Linked DNA regions of Triticum aestivum: all the other regions are linked to region 3. A link is a contact called in public Hi-C data. All regions are on one chromosome and are shown on one strand. The core of a region is the stretch at or near the end of the contact, and the rest is flanking DNA. Distances in the headings are between cores, read along the strand shown.

Region 1 (2,700 bases), core at 193-2,692, 630 kb before region 3:
CATATCTGACAAACATAAGACCCTGCTCTATTGAATAGAGCTACTGCAATATAACTTCATAAGCTTACTATTAAAAAACATTGTGACCGCATAATCAATATTTTCTGTTCATCAAGTGCAATCCAATGGAGGACTAGTAAGAACCCTGACTATTCTGGACATAACATGCATAACGAAGCTATAACTGATTATCCCTTATCCAAATGCCGATCTTAGACCATGCAACTAATGGCAAGAGGTGAGTCATCTCATTCGTTAAATTTTAGATCATCCAATGCTGCAGCTTAACAGGAACAGTGGAACTGTAAATTAAGTGAATCATTTAGTTAATCAAATGGCAGACTAAAAAAGTGCATCTAAGCTACTCCAATGTGAGCTGCTCTGCAACATAGTAGAGATAAACGATAGTATGTTCTTTATCCATACCTCTTCATCCTCTTGAGGGAGCTCGGCTTCACCTGCGTATGCTTGCCGTTCGCCCCCGCACCCTTCTTCAACACCGCCTCCCCGCATTTCAGGCCGGAGGCTGTGATGTCCCCGCACCAGATGATGCCCCTTACCAGCTGCCCCGAGCCCTTGGCGATAAGCCTCGCCACCGACGAGCTGTAGTCGTCTACGTTTGGCGCGATTGTCGTCCAGAAGGCCGCGGACTGCTCCTCAATTTCCTCCTTCTTGTCCCCGGCAGCCTCCTCCGGTGTGATCTCCGACACCGCCCTCGTGTCCATTACCTCGCCCGCCTCGTCGTCGACCTGCTTGACGGAGAAGGTTGTGTACTCCTTCAGGACCCTGTCCAGCTCCTGCAGCACCTGCTCCTGCCCTTTCCCCGCGACGGTGAGCCCGTAGCTCAGCGCGGCCTCCCGGTCCGCGTCCGTCTCCGCCACGTCGTCCTCCTTGTCGTCGGGGTGGTCCGAGTGCGGGACGTGGAGCGAGAAGAAGTAGTGGCCGGCGTCGAGCTTGACGACGGCGACGTCGCTGGCGAGCGGCCACTGCACGGGCTCCTGCGCGTCGGTGAAGCGGCCGCTGCTGAGGAAGCTGAAAAAGCCGCGCCGCTGGTTGGACTTGTCCGGTGTGAGGCGCGCGAGGACGGCCACGCAGTGGTCGCCCTGGCGGAGGCGCACGATGGAGAGCGTGCCAGCGCCGAGGTCGAGGCTGCGGTCGGGGTCGACGAGGTGGAGCTGCGAGCCCGGCACGTCGACGAGGGTCTCCTCCACCGTGGGCGGGGCCGGGGCGGCGTCCTCGGCCGCGTCGGCCGGGAAGAGGTTCTCGGCCATCTCGTGGGGGTCCATGGTGGGGTAGAGCGACTCGCCGGCACCGGCGCCGGTGCTGGCTGCGGCGGGGTTGTACTGGAAGGCGGTGTTGTGGTCGGGGTGGGACTGGGGCACCTCTGGGTACATGCTCTGCTGCTTGGAGGCGGAGGCCATGGCGGATTCGCTGGTCGGCTGTTGCGTCGTGTCACAGTACGCCGGATCGAGAGGGGAACGAAGTGGGGAGGATGAAGCGGGTGCAGGGGATTTTAATACGCGAGGGGTGGAACCGGCGAAGGCGACAGTTGATTCGCGGTGGCGCCCAGTGCGCGGGGATTTCCTGCGCCCGTGACGGCGACGGGGAGCTGGTCGGCAGCGTGTCAGAGACGGGACGGCCGTGCGTCCGCGGCGGCACACAGGTGGGTGCAGATGGCGGTGGCAAAGGGGGATCCGGGTTCCCCGATAGACGAGAAGACTTTGGAAGAAAGGAACCGGAAGGCAAGCGAGGAGGACGCGTAGACACCGTGGGGATGGCCCGGGGAACAGCTCACCGGCCACGGAGGTGCCAGCAGCAAAAGAATATGGCTTTGGGAAGGCGAACACGAACTGGCGCGCTCCAGAGTTCACGTGTGTGCAGCTTCTCGGCACCTGGCGGTGTGCCGTTGCACAACTTCGGAGTGACGATCGACGGTGGTGGTACGTTGGTTTTCCGTTCACCGCGTCGCCGACAGCAGGCGGTAGTCAACATGTTTTTTTGTTTCCGCCGCCGTGCACGGGCGGGCCGGCGAAGCGGTGGGCATCAAATGTACTCCCTCCGTACTAAATTAATATGGAACGGAGAGAGTATCATCGAGCTTCCACATTTGTCCGCGCATTTTCATGGACGTCTTTGGTTGTCCGCGTCGTTTTTCACCCTTTGCATATTGGTCCCAGCTGGGACTGACTGCGAAGAAATAGGAAAAAAATAATTATCATTTGCACATTGTTTGGCTGTCTGCATATTGATTGACTGCATTAGAGCAACTCCAACGCGTCGATTGTCGTGGTTCTAAGTCTGACAGTAGAATATGGGGTATGTAAGAAGAGGCAAGATCCTAGCTACGATAAGGTTGTGCACGCAAGATTTACGAGTTCAGGCCCTTCTCAGAGGAAGTAAAAGCCCTACGTCCCGGTGCCCTGAGGCGGTCGACTGGATTATGCGTGAAGTTACAGGGGATGTGAACCCTTGTGCCAGTGGAGGGGGATGGCTTATATAGAGTGTGCCAGACCCCAGCCAGCCCACGTTACAAAGGGTTCAATATACATTAAGGTGGGACGTTACTGGTAACGCCAGCAATAAAGACATATCGTTGACCATTAAGACTACGGAGTGAATGCCTAACCGTTGCCATCCTGAGTAACTATAAATCTTCTGTGCTTCGAGTGGTTTCTGTTATGGTCGAATGAGTATATCCTG
Region 2 (2,929 bases), core at 426-2,925, 800 kb before region 3:
GCCTCCCTGACGAAGATGGCCTTGCCGCCCTGGATGGCGACGACGCTGGTCGTCGGCGGGAGCTTCCTGGCGCAGTACTTGGCGAGGCCGGTCGAGCCACTGATCGAGCACATCAGTAAAAGAATCGATTACTTTTGGTGCGGGCGTTAACTAATCGTGCAGAAAACAAACAGTTGGATCACGCCAAGATTGCTGCTGCTGCTGGGAGGTGAAAGGTGAGCATCGGCACTGACCCGAAGGAGTACTTCTTGTTGGCGCCAATCACCACCGCCATGGCCGCGCAGAGCTTTGCCTCCTTCACCAGCACCTTCTGGATCGAGCTCCCCGGCGTCACCCGCCCCACGAGGACGATCTGACGGACATGAAACCATACCATCAATACCAGCACATGAACGCAACCGCCAACGACATTAATGGCGGTGAAGGCCTCGTGCTTGCTTGCTTGCTTACGCACGTCTTTCTTGCTGCAGATGGCCTCGTACTCCGCCAGGTAGTCGTCCAGCGTCCTGATCAGCGTCAGCGCGTTCGTCTTGCACAGGTCTCCTTCGATTCAAGACAAACACGAGGAAATGCTACCATGAATCGAGCTGCAAGCAAGCAAAGGTTCTTGACGGATAGGAGATGGGATAAGGGGCAGGGTACCTACCGGATTTGCGGTAAATGTGGACGGCGACGACGCGGTCGCCGCTCCTGGCCGCCTGGTTGAGCGCCCACTGCAGCAGCTCCTTGCCGACGGCGTCCATGTGCAGCCCCACCAGTATGCACCGCCCGACGCCCTCCCCCGCCATGCTTCCCCCCACCAGTGGCAGCTCGAGAGAATCACCAGGAATCACACTTGTCCGCCATGGCGATCGATAGATAATACTCGCCGCAGCACGCAGTCGGCGGCTCAACCACTAACCGCCGTGGACCTCCCCTGTTGGCCGATACGAAGCCCGCTTACCGCAGCCAATGCAGCACCACTACGACCCGGAACCTCCCCCTCCGCTGGAATAGAAAATGGCGCGGCTGTCGTCGCAGGGGCGGCCTCCCGGAAAGCGAGCCCCGTCCCGCGCGCCGAAGCGAAGCCACCCGCCGGCTTTACAGCCGATGGATGATCTAACTCGAGCCGAAAGGGGGCGAGGGGGGTGAACCAACGGACCGGGGAGGAGGAAGATACAGTACAAGCGCAAGGAGCCAGAGGGAAGCGGCAAATATATCCTACCGCTAGGAGTTCAAGCGGGCGGAAGATGTGGCGGAGCGAAGGGGGGAAGGCGGGCAGCGAGCGGCAAGCGACAGAGGTAACTACCTAAAATCTGGTTGGGTTGTCAGGCCTCAGCCGTGGAGATGGTATATAAAATTTCACTCTACATGGCGCCGCGACACGCCGCCGGCCGTCACCATCGGCAGGCGGGGCGGGGGCGGGGGCGGGGGCGGGCTCCGCCCAACCACTCCAACCACGAATGCCGCAGGAAAGACACGAGGCCGCGCAGGGCAGGGGCTTGGGTTGAACGGCCCGAGACGGTCTTCGTCGCGGTCCGCGGCGGCGAGCGGGCTGGCTTTGCTAGGCTGCTGTCTTTTGTGGCGCCGGTAGGCCGACGGCTAGGAAACGGAGACGGCGACCGAGACACGCACTCACGCAGACGCAGGTGAAACGAACGAGAGCGAAGTGGAGGTGATGCAATGCTATGGGATGGATAGATTAGATAGATATGGTCAATTGGGAGAAAAGTATTGTATGTGTGCAGTAGGATCTGTGATGATGGGACGGAGAAAGGCGGTGGAGGAGATTGGAGGGGTAAAGGAAAAATGATGGAAGATGGTTAGGGGATTGACCGAGGGAGCTTCCATTGGCGATGATTTGTACACGAACTGGAAGGAAAAAGGGAGAAAAGGATCCAAATTTGTACGACGGGGTGATTCAGTAGGACTGTTCTACTACCGCTAGTAGTAAATAGTTACTGGCGTGCGGCCTCGTTGCAAAGATGCCAATGCTTGCAGATGCACTGGGATTAGCATTCTTGGTGCTGCCGTATCGCGCACTGCATTGCAAATTCAGTCACGCACGCAGGGTTGACCGGCGAAGGCATCACCCTTCGTACGGGTCGTTTTCGTTTAGTATTTTCTGTTCCTCTGGTTCAACATTTTAATAGTAAATTCTCGTCTGATCTATGGCCAGACGTGGACCGTTGGTAGTTCAGTATTAAATGTTGATTTTCAACCGCGATCGACATCCGTTCATGTTACGTCCATCCGTATTATTGCCACGTCAGAACATCTGCAGATACGGGACGGGAGGCGTGTTTCAGAGCACTCTACCCTAGTCCGAATGAGGTCACTGTGTAATCTTCGCTCACTGATCGATCATGCTGCCGATCGAGTGGCGGTCCATGCAATGTCACTTTCATGTCATTCAACTATCTTCAAATAGGCCTACAAATACACATCTTCTACAGATATAAAAAGAATGAAATGCACGGGGAAATCGGGAGCGAAAGTCTTTGCGACAACCTTAAGATGAAAATTGTCATGATTTTTTTTCTTCCAAAATAAGTTAAGCAAACCGAATGTGAGCGGCGTGTCGTGCCTATCACACAAGTACGAAGAGCTGACTGGTACGCAAACTTGGCTTCCAGCAAAACACCACAATGCACGCATGACACGAGGATAGATGCGACAGTGTATTGCTGCCAGCACGTGGTGTACAAAATCCAACTGTTTCGAGCACAATACTTACGAAGGTGACGTAATCACGATGGCCGCGTCGGATGTTTGTCAGCCGTCACGCATAAGAAACCCTTGGATCGCAATCCCTGCAAACGTGATACATGCGTTATGCTGGTCACAGAGGAAAGGAAGTAACTTCGAGCATCTACAGGACTTTGCAAATCCAGCCCTTGGAACGCCGGCGGACGCGTCCGCGGGCAATGACCGGGCACACCTTAAATTA
Region 3 (2,700 bases), core at 21-2,520:
TCCATTTTCATTCTATTCATGTTTGTTAGCTGGCATCTGATGATCCGCAATTTCGTTTTGTTGGAAACAACAATGCAGGGTCTGATTCTTAAAGAAAGATTTGATCCGTCTAGCACGTCTGGTTCTCGCAACTTCTCCGACGTGGTCACTGACTTCAGGCCTTTCGAGAGATGGATAAGCCCCCACAATGATATGACCAGAAATAACCCCTCGCGCCACGATGTCGCAGGTGGCCCAAACTCCATTGATATGCTTGATGCTGAAGGGAATAACAGTGAAGAAGAAGAAGAAGATGAGATAGAAGAATGGTAAAAGTACAACCATGCTGATCTAGCTCATATCAGATGTAATCTAGTTTGGTAGAGAGATTTTTTCTTTTGAGGGGTTTTGGTAGAGATCTTCAGGAACTACTACCTCTGTAACTAAGTACTATAAGACGTTTTTGAAGTTTAAATTGAACTGCAAAAACATCTTATATTTAGTTACGGAGCTAGTACAGTAACATGTAAAACGTCAGAATTACCTCTGAGTGGTTGGGTCATGTGTTTTTGGCCATGTTCGTTATTTCTGCGCAGTCCAACTGCCTACTACTGTTTGGCTCGCTTCCATTTCCTCGGTCAGTACAGCAAGTTGCATGGTCGCCGACGCCGTGCGTGTGTGTGATGCAGGTGAGCCTAACATCAATCAGTGCGCGTTTGGCCGAGACGCGCAGCAAATCCAGTGCAAAGGAAAGAAAAATCCCGAGCTCCCAGTATCAGAATCAGAATCAGACTTCGTTCAAAAAAAAAAAGAATCAGAATCAGACGCTCCCAATCTGACTCGCAGGAGATCTCAGATGTTGACTTACTGTACGGCGTCATGTGCTACACGGCCAAGAGGATCCAAGCGCGCATTCTTTAATCCAAGGTCAATCCTGCGCGTAAAGTGTGTAGTACTTGCTTGTACGAGTAGTCACCTTGGATCAAACGAAAGAGCCGAAGATTCACATCGCCATCACAATCCGCCAACCGATAAAAAAGGAAGAGAAGAGGAGCAGAGCATCGACCGACACGCCAAACGCTACTCTCCCGTCAGCGTCAGGCCATCCCGTTCGCACCCGCCACGATCCCCCTGAAAACTGGAATGCTCCTTCGCGGCTGGTGCTCCAGCCCTCCTCGCCTGAGATTCCTTCCGTCTCCGCCGCCTCCTGCCCGGCGGTTCGAATCGCGCCCACTGCTCTCGTGATCTAGCCCCCGGGCCGTCTCGTCGAGGGGGTCCCGGGCGTCGGCGGCGGCCATGTTCTGGAAGGACAGCAGCGCCCGGAGTAGCAGCAGCAGCGGCCGGGAGCAGAGCGGCGTCGGCCCCTTTGGCCAGGTGCGCGTCCTCGTCGTCGGCGATTCAGGTCCGTCCTCCCCGCGCCTCCCGTCTGTGATACGCCAACTCGTGAACGTCTGGTAGTTGGCGGATGTCGTGAGATTGGGAGGATGTAGAGTAGGCATGTGTTACTGACGACTTTGATGGATCGTGAATTGCCTATTGAGAGCCTATTCGTCAGTGTTCGGTTCCGCCTTCGTCCTCGGATCACACCTGGTGAACAAATCGAGTACAGAAAGGAGTGTTGTTAGTTGGGTTGGGACAATGGCCCATCTTTCTGAACTTTTCCTGCTTGGATGTGGGTGATTGGGAAGCCAAATGGAGTGGGAGAAACTCGTCTTTTTGCCCTTGTACTACTACATTTGTTTACTTTTTGTACAAATCATTTACTAGTAAGCACGCCAATCAATTTTAGAAAATCCTTTCCTTGTGCGCAAAAAAATCTGACTGAAAGATCACCAAGTGCAACCTTCGTTTCACATATGCCTCAATGCACTTAATGTTTGGGTATTGAAGGGGAGATAATTGCAACAGGGAGTTTTGCTGTGGCAATTACGGACTATATAGCCGTATTCAGTGGTATAGAAGGATTTTCTCTCTTTTTCTGAAACAAGTATTGTGGTGTGTGCAATTTGTGATGTTGTCCTGCTATGCGTCACACCATGATCTGGACTACAACATGAAGCAATGCCAAGTAAAATCTGGACTAGGACCATGCGTGGAACCCAGTTATTTATTTGTTATAAGCTCCATATTGCATTCGCCATCCTTAGAAATATATATAAAAAATATATTCAATGCAACCTTCTACTGTATTTTCTGAACTGTGCTCAACTGCCCATACAAGTTACTCTGTTACACCAATAGTGGCTGAACTTTTTTGTATGCGCCTGAGAATCGGCAGCCAAAAAACCACACCATAGTTGCATGCTGTTCTACTCTTCTGAATATGGTTCTTCAGTTGCATTAAATTTCCTTATTTCTCTCTCAGGTGTCGGTAAATCTTCACTGGTGCATCTCATCTTAGAAGGTTCTGCTATTGCTCGACCAGCTCAGACAGTAGGATGTGCGGTGGGCATTAAAGTAGGTGCTCTCGCTCTGTGCTTTGCCAGCTTGTACCATTTGCTTTTTTTAAATCCACTTACATTGTCACTGTTATTATTTCAGCATGTTACTTGTGGAAGTGCAGGGGGCTCTTCTAATAACATCAGTAATGATGCTGAAAGGAATTTCTTTGTTGAGCTTTGGGATGTCTCAGGGCATGACCGCTACAAAGCTTGCCGTTCAATTTTCTATACGCAAATCAATGGTAAATGACGTTTTTCTCTTAATTACCAGCGTGTTACT

Evidence for each region. Hi-C and Micro-C count contacts between places; a contact is called where the count stands out from the background.
Region 1: a Hi-C map of leaf shows a contact between it and region 3, with 3 times the contacts expected there. The contact joins the promoter of LOC123098099 here to the promoter of LOC123098098 in region 3. A contact is called at or near these places in 1 of 5 Hi-C or Micro-C datasets (leaf) and 1 of 1 datasets of contacts at active chromatin or transcription factors (leaf).
Region 2: a Hi-C map of leaf shows a contact between it and region 3, with 5 times the contacts expected there. The contact joins the promoter of LOC123098102 here to the promoter of LOC123098098 in region 3. A contact is called at or near these places in 2 of 5 Hi-C or Micro-C datasets (both in leaf).

What each region holds. Positions count from the first base shown.
Region 1 is chr4D:388,714,780-388,717,479 of IWGSC CS RefSeq v2.1, reverse strand. LOC123098099 (protein EARLY-RESPONSIVE TO DEHYDRATION 7, chloroplastic) reads right to left here and starts at 1,442. Exons shown (of 4, transcript XM_044519976.1): 1 at 427-1,442. The coding sequence starts at 1,421.
Region 2 is chr4D:388,879,884-388,882,812 of IWGSC CS RefSeq v2.1, reverse strand. LOC123098102 (pto-interacting protein 1) reads right to left here and starts at 1,675. Exons shown (of 10, transcript XM_044519978.1): 1 at 647-1,675; 2 at 455-540; 3 at 234-352; 4 at 1-99. The coding sequence starts at 788.
Region 3 is chr4D:388,079,977-388,082,676 of IWGSC CS RefSeq v2.1, reverse strand. LOC123098098 (small GTPase LIP1) reads left to right here and starts at 1,270. Exons shown (of 7, transcript XM_044519975.1): 1 at 1,270-1,381; 2 at 2,345-2,436; 3 at 2,521-2,662. The coding sequence starts at 1,276. LOC123098096 (cell cycle checkpoint protein RAD17) reads left to right here. Exons shown (of 11, transcript XM_044519973.1): 11 at 79-564. The coding sequence ends at 312.